2 separate regions of the Anser cygnoides genome follow, and region 2 is linked to region 1. Evidence: chromatin contacts called from public Hi-C data. All regions are on one chromosome and are shown on one strand. The core of a region is the stretch at or near the end of the contact, and the rest is flanking DNA. Distances in the headings are between cores, read along the strand shown.

Region 1 (7,765 bases), core at 2,408-4,907:
TTCTCACGGACCAACACTGCAATATAAGCTCCACGACGCACCATATTTTGCCAGGACACGAGAGCAAGACGACGCACGGTTTTAAATATACAAAGAAACCCTATCCTCCATGTTATCTTGATTATGCAAACCAAAATCCTTGCTCCTGGCACTAAGAATGAAGGCTCGAATTGCCTCCGCAGCAAAGTCACCTTGGGAACACCTAGGAGTTTGAGGTTTTCAGGAAGGTGGGGTTAAACAGCAGTTGTAAAGAGTGCCCTGACAGCGCATGAGCCAACAGAAGGGACTGCATAATGCCAAAGCCCGAAGGAACAATTTGTGGGGAGTGCTGGAAGGACGCGGCACCATCCACCCACGTGTGATCCAGCGGTTCTGCTACCTTGACTGATAATCAGAAGGTGGGAAGCCAAACTTCTCACACCAACAGAAGGAATCCTCCTCCTGCATTTCCTTAGCAAGGCAGCGCAGTACGAAAACCGAAGAAATGCTCGTGCTTAACGCACCACGAACACAGAACATCCTACACCATTAGTCCTATAACAATCACTGATCAGCAGAAACCTTCCACGAATCAGCCACAATATTCACCCAAAACCCGCAATGAACTGCAAGCGAACTCCACCCTCTCGTTAAAGATTTCACTGCTATAGAAACCGTGATTAAACACACAGGGCCATGAATCAGCTACCTGAAACAAAGGTACGCCTCGGCCGACACGGAAGCGCCCAGCAGCGGGGTGCAGACCGGCGTTGCAGGCGCTGGGGGCAGCCCACGGGACCCCCAGCACCGTGGGCCAAAACCGCAGCAGCTGTGGACCTGCAGCTTTACTGAGGTCCCACAAACCTTTAACTCTCCTCGCCTCCTGGGCTGCTTGGTTTAAGGGCCACAGGAAGGCTGGGGGAAGATGGCCTGGCTTACCAGCAGGTCCCAGTCTAAGTGCTGAACGAAGTGGATTTAAAGAGAGGTTTCATTTTCCCCAGAGACCGCTGCTCTCAAATCAGAACAAAGCCTCCAAAAGAAAAGATTACCCATAAATTTGCTAGTTAGAAATGTTAACATATCCAGTGTTTATTCAAGGACTGCTGCTCTCTCCATGCATGAGCATCACCTACACCATTTATAGGAAAGGAAAACAGATGTCTTGTAGTTTCTCCCGCCACCTCCCTTTCCACACTGAAACACAGCACAACAGTTTTATAAATACCACTTTCTGCGAGTAGCAATAATTTACAGAATAATCAAGGCAAACTCGCTCCTATTACACTAGCAAAGCTCAGAAAAATCCTCCCCCGTAAAGAAACAACACAGAAAACAATACCCACGGGCAGATAAGTCCAGTGTGAAACCTGGCAAAGCGTTCAAATAAAGAAAAAAAAAAAGCACAGAGCTCAACCTTTAGAAGCACGTTCCCAATGGCCAACACGCGTTTGGACGCGGTGCAGACGAAGAAGCAACTGCTCGAACGCCGCTGATTCAGCCAAACCACAGCAGCAGTTACCCATCCACGTTGCCGGACTTACCCAACACGGACGTGCAACGCTCAGATAAAGGCTTCCTCCTGTTACTCACGTTCTCCTTCCTAAAGGCCGCATCTACACACTGCGCAACACGTAAGAGATGGGACCCAGACCAGTATAACCTGGCTGCTAATTATGGCCCTCAAGGCTGAGATGCAATTAATATTTCCCTCTAGCTACGAACAAGAATATGACTACGCCCTTGCTAAGCACTTTTAATCTTGCGGAGGATGAAACAGGTACAGGAAAGTGTGGCTTGCCTGACATCAAACAGCAAGGCAGCGGCACAGCTGGGAGCTAAATGAGGCCTCCTGTCCACCCAAACATCCTTATTTTCCCCGTGCTCAGAGACTAGTTGACGGGTACAGAACCCAGCCATTAGGATTCAGATTGAAGGCTTCGTTCTGAAGCTAACAGCAGATGAGAACTACTGATTAACGTAATCACCAGTGCCAAACTGATTCTGGAGGTGCAGCAGCCTCGCAGCGCTCCCTCGCTCTGCTTTCCAAACCTGACGCGTTCACACAGCGACCTCCCTGCCTCACGGACGGCTTCCGAACGCACTGCAGCACGGCCAAGACAGCCCAAAAAGCCTGCTTGGTGAATTCACCTCGAACGTTTCCCACCTTCTCTCCACCAACGCCCCCAGCAGACACGGCGAGGCTGTCGCTCGGGTGCATTCCGAGACGAGGTGCAGAAGGAGCCAGCCTGAATCCCGGCGTCAGGCAGAGCAGCTGAGCAGCCCACGCGTGAGCAGAGTTTTCCAGCCTGGGCACTTCCCTTCCTGCAAACCCTATTTATCTGCAAATCCAGAAAAAAAAAACCAACAACCACACCAGTATTTATGAGACAAATGAAACAGAACAATAACAGCAGCAAAACTCACGCCTTCTAACATCAGGTGCCAGGCTGAGTAATCGGGTATGAATTCTGCTCAAGTTTCTCCACTCCATCAGTGCTGGTCCTCTTAACTATCTTCACTTTGCACCAAGCAGGCAGCAGAAAAGCCAGATGGCCTAAAGCCACGGCTAATTTCAAAACTGCTGTAAAACAGCACAAGCCAAGACAGCCCGACAGCACTCATTTGACAATTCCACCCCAAAGGTTGATATTGCTCTAAAAAGGCGCAGCTGAGCCAAGAGAAATCATGTTTAAACATGCCTGCAATCTCACCGTTGGCTTTTTTTAGTCAATAATTACGGGACTGTACGTTAAAAGCTGATTTGGAAGCACAAGATGAAAAATTCTGTGACCCTGCTCACCTGTGGGCCTGATCCACAGCCAGGAGGAACAGGATCCAGGTCAAGTTAAAGCAGGATATGAGCACTAATTTACCTCTCAGCACAAGGTAGATGAAGCCTCGGTGACCCTACAGGGAACATGCCCCTTTCTCTCCTGCTGCTAATCAAAGATCTAAGGGAGAAAGAGTTTGCTTCTAATTATTTGTTCTCTTTTGGCACCAAACGCCCTTTACAAGGGAACGAACCCCAGTGGACTTTTCCCACTTCTGCCATTTCCTACCCAACAGTAAATTACGCCTGGTTTGCACCAGACAGGCTACACGTAACACCCCCAACAAGACCAACGCTGGCAGCACGAATCAGTTGGCATAGCCCCGCCTGCCCCTTGGTACCCTCTCCTAGGTCCCAGCTGACGAAGACACCCCAGGGTGCTCCTGTGCACGGGTCAGCAACCGAAGTTCTGCGAGTCCCACAACTGCTGCTGCCCACGTTGCGGTGGAGCAGCTTGGAAACGGGTTCCCAGAGAACCCGAGGCAGCCAGCTCAGCCAGAGCCCAATCCAAATTCTCTGTCCCCGTGGAGACCCGCTGAAGTTTCCCGCGCCAGGACGCGCAGGCTCACTGGCGATACCTGCAAACCCGCCTCCCGCAGATCCTGACAACGCGCCAAAGCAGCAAAAACTTTTGAGCAGCTTTGGAGATCGGAGTAATCAGTAACATCCCACCGGCAGCCCCGCTGTGTATCTGCAGGGTGGTCTTGCCGAGACAGAAATAATACCGATAGAAATGAGGCTTCCATCAGGCGCTGCTCCAACAGACGATTACCCCCAGCCTGTTATCAGTGACTTTTACTTGGCAACACAAAAATTCCCGATTTGACTTTGTGAGTAGGAGAGGGAGAATTAGACAGGAGAACAACCGTCGCAAAGGCATGTGAGTACAGCAGATGCCAAAGTCCCCTTAAAATTGGCTCAGACACAGCTGCACGCTTTGGTCAAAGCTCATTCCCCGAAGGCGACGACCTTCGGCTTTTCCCCCATCCATAAGCACCTCTGGAAGCTTCACGTCCACGAGCAGCCTCTGTGAAGCCACAGGCAGCAGAGCAAGTGGCAGAGAGCGCTGGCTTGCAATCCTCACCTCCTAGGGTCGCGGAGAGCCAGAACCTTTTTCCTTTTCCACTGGGACCCCCCCACAACATGGGGTTTGTGGCAGCGGAGCCCTGAGCAAACCCTGGTGCTAAACGCTGTGCCGGTACGGAACAAGACAATGCCTCTCAAACCGTGAGCCAAGTTTACAAATCGAGGCTTCTCGGCAGGATTTGGGCCAATTTTTTTTCTTGCTTACGCCCTTGCAAGCTTACTGTCTGCAGGGCAGAAAAGCAGACACCTCCACAAGGATGCACCCCTCCCGCAGACAGGCAGTCAATGAAGGAAGCCCTCCCGGACCTCTTAGGAGGCTGCTTCCAGCTTAAAATCGATGGCGGGGATTAATCTCGATCGATTTTAGACAAGTCCGTGGCAGCACATCTCGAAGGGGGGCCACTTTCGTGGATTAGTTAGCTAAAGGGAAACCTGTCAGCGCCCGGCGTATCTGCCAGGGGGTCCACACTGTCAGCAGCAGCCTCCTGGAGCCCGCAAGGTGAGAAGGTTCAGACCCCCCTAGCTCACATCCCGTTCGGCTTCACCAAAGTCCAACGATCTTCCCCAAACCTGCTTCAAAAGGCAGGCAGCTGGAGCAGGCAGGCTCGGAGCTCGGCGCAGGGGGTAGGGAAGTGCCAGGCTTGCACAAACCGACCTCGTCGGGCACGCACCTCCCCTGCCCCGTGACATCCAGCAGACACGGTTAATTACTTGGTGACGATGCATCGCCCGGCTCCACTTTGGAGCTCAGGTCCGCAGCCGGCAGGTGAGCCATCCCTAACTGTTTTGCAATCAGCATGCCGAAAGCACAAACACAAAAGAATAAAGTTAACAATCTGTTTACCCACTCCCTCCTCCTCCGACGGCTGCTGCTAGCCAACGGATTGGTGGGGGGGGGCGGGAAATAAATCTATTTCCAGGGTTCAGCAGAGAACGCTCGTTTGGACCGCTCTCAATTTTCATATCTTCGCCGCTGGTGCTTGATGTTACTTCACACAATCAATTCATTCAGCTACGAGCCGAAGCCCGTTCCTTCGGCTAATAGCATTAAAAGCCTCTCTCTGGAGATAATTAGTCCTCCCTCCCCCACCCCGGCCCTAGTGCGACGTGGAAAGAGCACACAGTCCTCGGTAAACAAAGAAATTCAAGCAGCGTGCCAGCCGGGCTGGAGCTGGGTAGGAAGGCTGCCTCTCACCTCCCTATCTCAGCACCGCTGATAACCAGAACCCAGCCGACACCGCGAGCACCGGAACGAGCCGCACACCGAGCGGCGCACGCCGCGGCGCCTTCCGACTGACGTCCTCCTCCATCGCTTAAGCATCGCCGAGACGGTTCCCTGTTTGCGAGGAGCAGAAGCACCAACGGATAATGAGTCACCCTGGGAGGTTTTGCGTGGTCACCCTCCGACCACGAGAAATCGGGACGGGAGGAAACCTGCAGCCTTTTACACTGATCCCAAACCCGTCCCGCAGCCATCAGTGGATCACACCCATCCCCTTACAGACACAAAACTCCTCCGGGGCACAGAAAAGTTAAGGATGCTGAAAGCCCACAAAAAGCCCTCTGAGACCCTCAAAGAGCTGTGTGCCCCAGCTGTCCCACCTCCGTGGCGCTGCCTCACCTGGGAGGCACGCCAGGAATGCGCCCTTTGCTTTGGGGGCACGCTTCGGGGGGCGCCCAGGGCCCCCCCGGCCGCAGGTGTGACTGCCGGCTGACGGACGCGTGACCCCGCGCGCAGAGGAGAGCTGGAAACGGCTCTCGCCACGGCACCGACAAGTCAGCAAGAGCCACTAATTAAATGACAAAAATAGAGCTCTGAAAGGACTTCTTTTTTTTTTCCCCCCCTCGACACAAAGCATCCGTCAGCTTTGCACGGGCTCCCATCCCACGGGCAGCAGAGCTTTCCCACATTTGCAAGAAAAAAAAAAACAAACCACACAGCACATGTACGTGGGACATCCCACCTAAACAAGAACTGAATCGGAGTGACCGTGACGTGGAGCATCCCCTCCCTACGCTCGCCGTACTCCCCCCGTCACCCACGGCAGCAGCGAGATGCCGGCATCGCCCCACCAGCCGCACCGCGTCCTTGCGCTCCCTGCAGCCCCCCCGAAAAAAATTGAAAAATGAACACGTCGAGGTGACCACGGGGATATCTGCCAATTTGCTTCATGCCCAGCAACAAAAATAATATATTATTGGTGCGACTTCTACCGTGGCACAGCTCGAAGCCCCGCCGCCCCCCCCAGCTCCCTGCCAGACCCAGGTTTTGCACAGCTCGTAACTGAATATTCATCACCGGCTAACAGACCTACAGGAGCTGCGGTGTCAGCGATTTTTGACACACGTGATATCCCAACGCATGCCAAACACAATGAAATTTGATCAAAATAGAAGCCATTTGTTTAAATACAAGCGATTCGGCTCTCAAAACTGTCATCAAATTAAACTGGAAATCAAATTAGCCAGCGACTGAATGAAGTAGAAGGCTGTATAATCACAGATTACCGATCCAGTGGCACGAAAACAAGGAAGCAATCGCATCCCCCTTGTTGGTGGCAGCCTCTCTGCCCCGTACCCCAGCAGGACTGACCCTCCCCATATTTTAGGGCCTTTTAGGGCCATCCAGCTGTTTCCTGGTAGTCCAGGAGGGAAAATTCCCTTATGAAAGCACCCTCCGAGGCATCACCTGAGAGCAGAGCAAGCCCTGCGAAAGCACAAGCAGACACGCTCAAAACCACGTTAATTTAGGCCAGATCAGTCACTTGGGGTGCTGTCGGGAAGGACAAGTTTAAACCAACTCTGAACAAGAAAAAGGATTTGTTACTGTCACCATCCAAGGTATTAATTGAAATTGGCATAACCGCGTGCCAACAAGATTCCATCATAACTGGCCTTCTTTTGGCTTTATTCCCCCCACTCTCATTTAAGAAGGAATTTAAGCTATGTGAGATTACAGTTTTAGGTCTTGTCTACTCTTAAGGGTAATTTGGATTAATTTAAATAGTGCGTTTGAAGAGCAACAGGCGTTCACACTGAAATCACAGCAGGCAGAGGACTTTAATTACACTTGTGTGCAACTTCTACAGCGCTAGCACGTCAGGCTAACTCAGCTGAACCGATCCTGTTACCTGCCAAGGCAGCACCGCACAAAACCTCAGGATTCCCCCTGCAACGAGACTCTGCCCGGGACTCGCCGATGTTTTCCAAAGGCAACTTTCAAGTTTACGACTCAGTCGTTCCTACCCAAGTCAAGGTTTCTTTACACACTGGAGCAGAGGAGCAATCGCAGGCGTTCATGTTTCTCCTCCTAGTTTGCGGGAACGACACTTAGGGTGGAGGAGGGCTTTGAATTTGGCCTGGCACGCAGCTCCTGCAGCCCTAACACCTCCTGGCCCTGCTGCCAGCCCGGGGGGGCACCGAGACCTCACCTACCCCCACCTGGACAAACACAGCCGGGCGCGGGACGGAGAGGGGAATAAGTCAAGAGGAAAGAATGAAACGAGCGCAGCGGGGGCGTTTCAAGTTCCACGCACCATTGGGACGGGACGGAGCAAACAAAGAAACGGCACCGGGGCTGCCGCAGAGGGCAGAAGTCGAGGCGCAAGCTGCGAGCACGCCGGGACGGCACAGCCGGGGGCTTGGCACCGAACGGCCCCAGCTGGAGGAGACCCAGGGATGTAACAGCCCCCGGGCACACAATGGGGCACGGACCCCAGGATTGGGCCCAGCACTGGCGCAGGAGGAGCAGGACCCCCACCTCAACCCCAAAATACCCCCCCCAGACCCACATAACCCCCCCAAGCCCCTCATAACCCAGCCTCACCCCCTCCTAACCTCCCTCACAACTCCCCAGCCCCTCCTAAACCC
Region 2 (7,765 bases), core at 3,674-6,173, 150 kb after region 1:
GGGGTTGGGGTGGGCTGCTAGGCCCTTGCCAAATAGTGAGCCACAGGGCTGAGGCGGGCGGTGGTTCCTGCCACAAAGTGAGCTAATAGGGCCTGTGGAGGGGCTCCGGTGCCCCTGGGCCGGGGGGGAGGCGGGGGGGGGCCGTGGCTCTGTCCCGGGCCAACACTCGCCCGGCCCCTCCCAGGAGCCAGGGCTCGGGGCAGGGCGTGGGCCCTGGGCTGGCCTGAGGGGCTGGGGTGAGCTGGTGTCCCCGTGCTGGGGGGGTTGGGGGATCAGGGGGTGGGTAGGGGGGAGAGGGGGGTCTGGGGGTGGTTAGGGGGTGAAGGGGGTCTGGAGGGGGCGTTAGTGGGGCTTGGGGTGTTAGGGGGCCTGGAAGTGGGTTAGAGGGGCTGGGGAAGGGGGTTAGGGGTTGTGGGAAGGGGGTATAGTGGGGCTGGGGGTGTTAGGGGGTCCGGAAAGTGGGGTAGAGGGGCTGGGGGGGGTTACGGGGTCTGGAGGGGGGATTAGTGGGGCTGGGGGTGTTAGGGGGGCTGGAGAGGGGGGGTTAGAGGGGCTGGGGGGGGTTAGGGGGTGTGGGAAGGAGATTAGGGAGTCAGGAGAGGGGGGTTAGGAGGACGGGGGGTAGTTAGGGGGTCTGGAGAGGAGATTAGTGGGGCTGGGGGTGTTAGGGGGTCTGAAGAAGGGGGTGAGAGGGGCTGGGAAGGGGGGGTCAGGGGGTGTGGAGGGGGTTTAGTGGGGCTGAGAGTGTTAGGGGGCCTAGAAGTGGGTTAGAGGGGCTGGGGAGGGGGTAAGGGGGTGTGGGAAGGGGGTTATGGGCTCAGGAGAGGGGGGTTGGTAGGAATGGAGGGGGTTAGGGGGTCTGGGGGAGGGGGTTGGGGGTTTAGGGGGTCTGGGGAGGGGTTAGTGGGGCTGGGGGGCTAGGGGGTCTGGGGGAGGGGGTTAGGGTTCTTGGGGAGCCTAGAGGGTTAGTGGGGCTGGGGTGTGTGGGGGTCTGGGGAGCGTCCCTCGCTTTGTGGCCTGGTGCAGGGTTTGACAGCAGCCTGCCCTAAAGGTGCTCGCGAAGAAGCGTGCTCGGCTCCTACCTACACAGCGAGCGCGCCTGGGCGCGCGGCCGGCTGCGAGCCCTGGGCAGCGGGGAGCCCTTCCTCCCTCCAGGAGGGGGACCTGCGGCTGGGTGCGTCCCTCGCCCCGCGTGGTCGCGCTGTGCGGGTGTGTGCGAGCCACGAGATGTAAAACTCCCGGGGTAAGGCAGCGCCTGTTGGGAAATGCCTTCGCCGACGTTAAATCCCTCGGTGCTCGCGGGGAAGCAGCGTCGAAGGGCGTAACGGGACGTGGCTGGGGAGTTCGGGCAGATGCGCCGACCTGCCCCTGACCTCAGACCTTCTCCTCCTTCCAGGGGAGAAATAAGTTGCTGGAGAATGTCCACGGGGTTGTGCCTCGCTAGCAGTTAGGCTTGTGTTGGGGTTACTCCTTTGGGATACGAACAGCAGGTGTCCTGCGGAGGAAGGTAAGAGATGGCAGCTCCTCCCTCTCGGCTATTATTTGACCTCAAAGACCGTCCTCGGGTAGGATTTTCTTTTTTCCTCGCCAGAAGTTTCGCGTTTGGCGTTGTGTTCTGCTTTCAGCAGGAGCAGAACTGCCTGCGTTCACGCAGGTCACAGCGCTGGTGGGACCGTACGATGGGCCGTCAGCGCCGCAAGTGGCGGCGGACACGAGACGATACCAATAACGACAAAAAACTGGCATTAAATACACCTGCTCCAGACGAGGCCCTAATTTATTAATCCTTCTGTAACCCTCGCTCTCGCGTGTCCTTCCCTAGGCCTTGTGAGGACGGGAAGGTGGGAAGCAAACGATGGGAGGCAGCGGCGGCGGCGGGCGCGTGAGTTTCCCTGTGGCGGAGCTGATGCAGAGCGTTCCTTTGCGGGAAGTGCTCGGTCACATGAGGAAGGGGAATTGTTGCGTTTTCCGCCCGTTTCAGGCGTCTGCAGAACTGTCCGAGCGCGGCAGGAATGCCAAATGCCACGTTGCGACACTTTTCGCTCGGGTTCGCCTCTTATTGACCTCGAGCGGGATTTTTGTCGGAGGAACCGATACGGAGTTTGTCCCAAAGCTTGGTTAAAAACAAACCAGAGCTCACATCCACCCGCTGGAAACGCGGAGTGGAGATAGGGTGACTTTGAAAATCTGCTTGCGATCACAGCCAAGGACAAGCTTTATCCAGGAAGCGGGGTGGAGCAGGGCAGGCGCTTCAGCTTTAAGCTTTTTTATTTTTTTTTTTATTTTTTGAGTGCTGTTCTCGAAAGCAGAGTTTGAATGAGAGAGCTTGAGCTAAGCTTCAGAGGCCCAGCTAATTCTAATCTTCGGTTGAGCTGCGGTTGGCGACGCCGTCCCAGGGCTGGCTGGTGGCAGCAGGGCTCAAACCCAGGACGTTTGCCTAAAAACAAGCAGTTTGTGCGTGGGGAAGAGCCTCGCTCTGCTCGGGCCGGGGAGCAGGTTTCCTCGCTGCCCTTACTGAGTAGGGGTTGTACGAGGTTAGCCTCCAGCGCCGATCCGAATGTAAACTTCTCCCCACACCGCATATTTGCGCTGCTTCAAAAAATAAACAGTTTTTTTTTTATACCTCGTAACAAGTTCAAAAAGTAAATGCCCCAAATTCCATTTTTTTTTTTTTTTTAAAAAAACACCAAACTTCTGCCGGCTCCTGCCTGTCAGGCTCTTCCTCTTCGCAGCTGTGGAGGCGAAGCCTTTCCAAGCTCTCTGCTGCTCCTCGGGGGTTTTCGGAGCTGCCGTGGGGTGACGTTAGCAGGACCCCTGCTTAATTTGTCCGTTCCCAGCCCCGCGGAATTGGGAGGCGCGGCAGCAAAGCGCCTGATCTCGCCCATATTTCCAGCTTCGGGTTCTGCCTGGTCCGCATTCCTGACAAATCCTTCCAGCTCTGGTTTTACAAAACTATGCCGGGGGTGGGCTCGGCAGGAGGACGAGTGAGGAGGAATTACGGGAGGGGGGGAAAAAAAAAAGCAGTGTGTTCCTGGCCACCTTATTCTGTGCAAACCCGCCCCGAAACGTGGTTTTGTGAAGCGGAAAAGGGGCTGGGGGGCTTGGGGCCGCAGCCCTCCTGTCTTCAGGGAGATCTCCGCGGGGTTCGAAGCGAGGGGCCGAGCTCTTCGAGCAGGGCACCGGCCCGGTTTCCTGGTGAATGCCGCGCCGAACGCAACGGGGCATTTTTAGGTTGCAATTCAGGAGGCATTTGTGAGCGGTGATTCATAACAAATAATACAAGCTCCGCGATAACTGCCAACCCAGTTTCTCGGCATGCCTTGAACGTATCTCATTCTTCGGGGCTGGCCTAGGAAAAGTTGATTTCATTCACAAAGCTTAGATAATCGTGTGGCGTGGGCGGAGGGGTTAAAACTTCAGTGATTGCCTCATGCGCGCGGAGTTACGCTGGTAAATCAATCTCTTTTTTTTTTTTTTTTAATGGTGATGGGAGAACAAAGAGGGTTGAGATTAACCTTCCCACAAACCCGGGTTAGTTTTCTTTGTCAGACTGCAACAAGGAAGATGTCAACAAGTGCGAAGCTCCACTTTAATCCTCGCAGGTGGTTGGTTTGGGTAGGCTTTCCGGACTCGGACGCTGAATGATTTTGCAAGCGAGGCTTCTCCCTTGGCGGAGCCGGGTTTGGGGATGATACGTAGCGCTCGGTTATGCAGCCGAGCAGAAAACACTGCTGCCCGCACTGCGCAGCTCGGGCAAACCGGGAAGACGAGGGAGCAGCGACGGTTGGGGGGTGCTGGCGCGTTCCTGTGCCCTCGTCCGGGAGGGGCCGGGGGCACCTGGCAGAAACACCCAGCCCAAAACCACTCCCAGGGGTTACAGCAGCCGGGACGGGACTCGGCGCGGCCGCCCGGGGCTCAGCCTGCTCCTCGCCGTCGCTTCTGAAGCTCAGGGTGCACAGGAGGCAAAGCAGAAGTGACGCTTTCCCCGTGCTGAAAGAAACTTAGGAAAGCAAAACTCTGCTCTTTTCCCAGCAGAGCAGCTGCCTGTCCGACAGCGTTGCTGTTCTCGCTGCTAACGGGGGCTGCAGTAAGAAGTTGTGTATTTATACTGAGCCTTTATTCTCGCTGCACAAGGCTAAATATTTGCGAGATCAGGCCCTCGCTTACCACAGATTAACATTTATTTAAATATTTTCGGTATTTATAAACACCGGCTTTAAAAAAAGGCGTGTGGAAGTGGCTTCTGGGTAATAAGCGAACGCCTGCTCAGAGCAGAACCACCCCGGTGACATTTACTTCCTTTGCATTTTTGCAACTCCGTGCAGTAAAAAGGCCGCGTGTTTTCCTTTCTGAGGAGGGGAGGCTCGCTGCCGGGGCGGCTGATCAGGCCCCGCTGCAGGTAGGAGCTGCCGCAGGAGGTCGGCAGCTTCGGGGCTGATCCCGAGTTGTGGTTTTCTGGTAGGTAGAGGTTTTTTTTTGTTTTTCCTTCCCGGGAGGCAGCAGGGGGAGGTCCCTTCCCAGCAGAGCCGAACCGTGAACTTCCACGTCGTGCTGTTGAGCAAGCAGCACAAAGCGGTCGGCGCAGCCTCGGTCCAAAGCTCGCCTTCAACTGAGAAACGCTTCCTCGAGATCCTGCCTTAATTCCGGAGCTTGCAGGAAGGCTTCCTGGCGCTGGGTTCCCGCAGGAGCAGTGGAGCACGGACGGATCTCGTGCGTGCCTCTGCTGGGGGCTTTGCTGGAGAGATGGTAAAGGACCAGGAGTCTCGGTTGGTGTCCCCCCAACCAGGGTCAGCAGCAACCTGCTCTGTTCTTGTGGCGCCTTCCCTGTCATCTCCTCTCGTGGAGCGGGACCCCGGCCCCGAGTTTGGGAGAAGTGGGGTGTAAGGGGTGCTGTGATGGTGGGAGAGGAAGATGGGGGACTCCTGTGCATCGGCAGCGTTTCACATTTGCTCTTGAAGGCCCGAATCTCGGCACGGGAGGTTGTGGCTGTGCCGCTGCGCCAGAGCTGCTGCTCTGAGATCGCCGCTGACCTCTCCTCTGGAAGGTTTCAGTTCTCCTGCGCAGTAACAGGACTGGTGTGCTATGGAGAGGGGGGCGGAGAGTGCACCAAGAGCCCTCCACTGCAAAGAGTTCCTCACTACTGCTGTAAATCAAACCTAAACCAGGAGTTCGGCACGTGGCTTTCTGCTGGGAAGCCCTCAGTAGGAACTGAGATCTCCTCTTGTGCCGTGTGGTGCCGTCACATAACCTCCTCGCTTATTTATTCAGTACGGACGGTGATGCATCGGTTTGACCGACTGCTTTCTGAAGCCGAGGCCCTCTTCTTCCCGCACGTGGATCTGAGATTAAAATCTAATTGTAAAGCGAAGGGGGCAAGAGGAGGAAGTGTCTCCTCACCCGGTGCATGCTGAATGTGGGCCTTGCTGCCCCGGGGTTGCACAGATGCCAGCTGTTCGGGTGCGTTCAGAAACCGATGAGAGCAGTTCATGGAAATGAAATCCGCAGAGGACAGTTCAGTGATGGCGTTTCTTTCGGCGTGGTCCGAAGGCCCAGAAGATTGCTGTGACGTGGAAGAGGACAGCAGGGAGAATCATTGCTCCGTGCTTGCCGTGTTTTTGGGCTCTCTTCTTTCAGCGCCTGATATCTGGCACCCACGGGCAGGGGATGCTGCGTGTCTGCAGGCCGGATGGCCGAGCCTGGCCGGCCTCGGTGTTCTTCAGGTTTCATCTCCTGTTCAGGCGCTGACGTTTCCCGTGATGTTACGGAGCCGTGTGCTTCTGCCAGGCCTCCATTTCTCCTCGCTCGTAAAACTGGGCTAATGACTCTGACCTTTTGTTTGTAAAGCAAAAGGAAAAGGATCAACAAAATACTGGAGCTTATTTACTATCATTACCGAAATGATGAGCCATGCCACTTCGCGGTACTTCAGAGAGGCTTCGCTTATAAGATGCTGGAAATCCCTAGAGAGAGACAGAGAGAGAGAGAGAGGAAAACACGTTTCAGTTAGAAAAGGAGGAGGGGGGAATGTTCCTCCCGGTCCAATCTTGTAAGTATATCCTCCTGCAGCGCATGAGGTAATACCTCCAGCCATCGCCCTTCCCAGCTGGGCGTTTGGAATAGCTGCTGATGGTCTCTGATTTTTTATTTATTTTTTTTATTCTGTACCAGCCAAAGGGGCTGGTGTCACTTAACACGGAGCGAGCCCTGCCTAAACTGTTCACATGCTGAGGAGTTTTGCCGAGCACTTTGTTGACCCGTTTGTATTACCGCTAATAAGATCGAATGTGGTTTTAATTTCTCATTTCCTCTTTTTCACCGGACGCCCTTTTCCTACTTGTGAGAGTCTCACTTCGAGTCTCCGTATCGCAAAAGTCCTTTCTGCCGCTCAAAGAATGAGCGACGCTTTGCTTTCAGGCGGCTCCGCGCTGGAGGGCTTGAAGTGGCATTGAGAGCGGGCTATCAGCCACAATATCTGATGTATCGGCGGAGCCGCGGTTCATGCATGGAGTGCAAAAAATGGGATTTAATTGCGAGGGAGGGGGAACGGCAGCCCCGGGCTGAATGGCTGGGTGAAAGTTCCCCGACCACCCCTTAGCCCGGCGAATAGTTGGTTGAGTGCTTGCCAGAGCGGAAGCGAGTTCCCTTTCAGGCACCCAGCTTTTGTGCACCGTAAGAAAAAGCTCACACTTCGGGTTCGGGCCTTGCAGCTGCAAAAAAAAAAAAAAAAGCGCACACACCCAGATCCTGTTCTTTCAATACCGGCAGCTGCCGAGCCGATCCTGCGCTGGAGGAAGGCGTGTAGCTGCAAACACAGCTTGTGCAAAACCTTTACCTTCTGTCTAGGGCAGCACGAAACAACTGGCTGCTTCCCCTTCGGAGGCTCCGTTAGAAACGCGCGTAATTAACTCGCACAAAATAGCCTCGTGGTCGCTCTTGAGAATTCAGCCTCGTATCAAGGAGGTTGCGTCTAGGGGCCGGCTTCACACGAGAGGTTTCCAGAAAGCAGCTTATTTATAGACCTTGCGGTGAGCTTTGGTAGAAGGACTTGCATCTTTAGCATCCCGACCAGGCCCTGATCTCTCCGCTTCCGAAGGGGTCGGCTCAGTAACGCGATGGTTTCGGCCCCTCCGAAATACTTCGGGGCGATGCGGAGCCCTTGCAGATTACAGAAGGTGAGATCACCGCTGGGCTCAGAATGTGCAAAATGGAACCGACGGTTGAAAAAAAGACTTGTTTTTCTTTTTTTTTGGCCGTCCCAAGGAGATTACGCAGGCGTCTGTCGCCGCATCCAAACTGCAACTCGACCTCCCCTGTCAGACCAGGGGGCCTGACGGAACCGCTGGAGCCTGCCTGGAAGGTTCTTCGGTCCCGCTGGCTGCGCCGGTGGAGAAAGTGAGCGCAGGGCTTGTCATTGTGCTGAGCGAAACCAGAAGGCTGCTGCTGCTCCCGGCTCCCCGCAGCTCTGCCTGCAAATCCCCAGCGGCAGCCCGGGATCACGCGCCGTGCCCGGGCGTTGTGCAGGCGGCCTGAGCGCGCACAAAAAGCAGACCCCGCGTCTGCACGCAGGTGAGGGAGGGCCAGGGAGCCCCAGAAGCGGGGCAGGCCCCTTCTCCTCGCCCTCGCGCACGGCCAGCCCAGGACGAGAGCAAGGGGAACGGCTCGGAAAAGCCACCAGGACATGGGGGCTTCTGGTGCGTGGGGGCTTGTCAGGCCTGCCACGTTTCAGGAGCGCCTCCGTTGCCCTTTCTCCGCTCCTGACATCCAA

The links. Hi-C and Micro-C count contacts between places; a contact is called where the count stands out from the background.
Region 2: a contact with region 1 is called in a Hi-C map of liver, with 6 times the contacts expected there. The contact joins two enhancer-like sites. A contact is called at or near these places in 2 of 7 Hi-C or Micro-C datasets (both in liver).

What each region holds. Positions count from the first base shown.
Region 1 is chr24:3,361,089-3,368,853 of Taihu_goose_T2T_genome, forward strand. The region is part of intron 1 of PHACTR4 (phosphatase and actin regulator 4); the gene reads right to left. Among named protein-coding and RNA genes, the nearest start is that of PHACTR4, 4.6 kb to the right of the region's middle. Within about 2 kb of position 3,658, at least 1 of the 3 cell types and tissues checked has open chromatin away from gene starts, as enhancers often do. A contact at or near this core is called in liver, where this site is marked.
Region 2 is chr24:3,509,783-3,517,547 of Taihu_goose_T2T_genome, forward strand. It overlaps WASF2 (WASP family member 2), which reads left to right. Exons shown (of 10, transcript XM_048073182.2): 2 at 1,397-1,507. Among named protein-coding and RNA genes, the nearest start is that of WASF2, 4.2 kb to the left of the region's middle. Within about 2 kb of position 4,924, at least 1 of the 3 cell types and tissues checked has open chromatin away from gene starts, as enhancers often do. A contact at or near this core is called in liver, where this site is marked.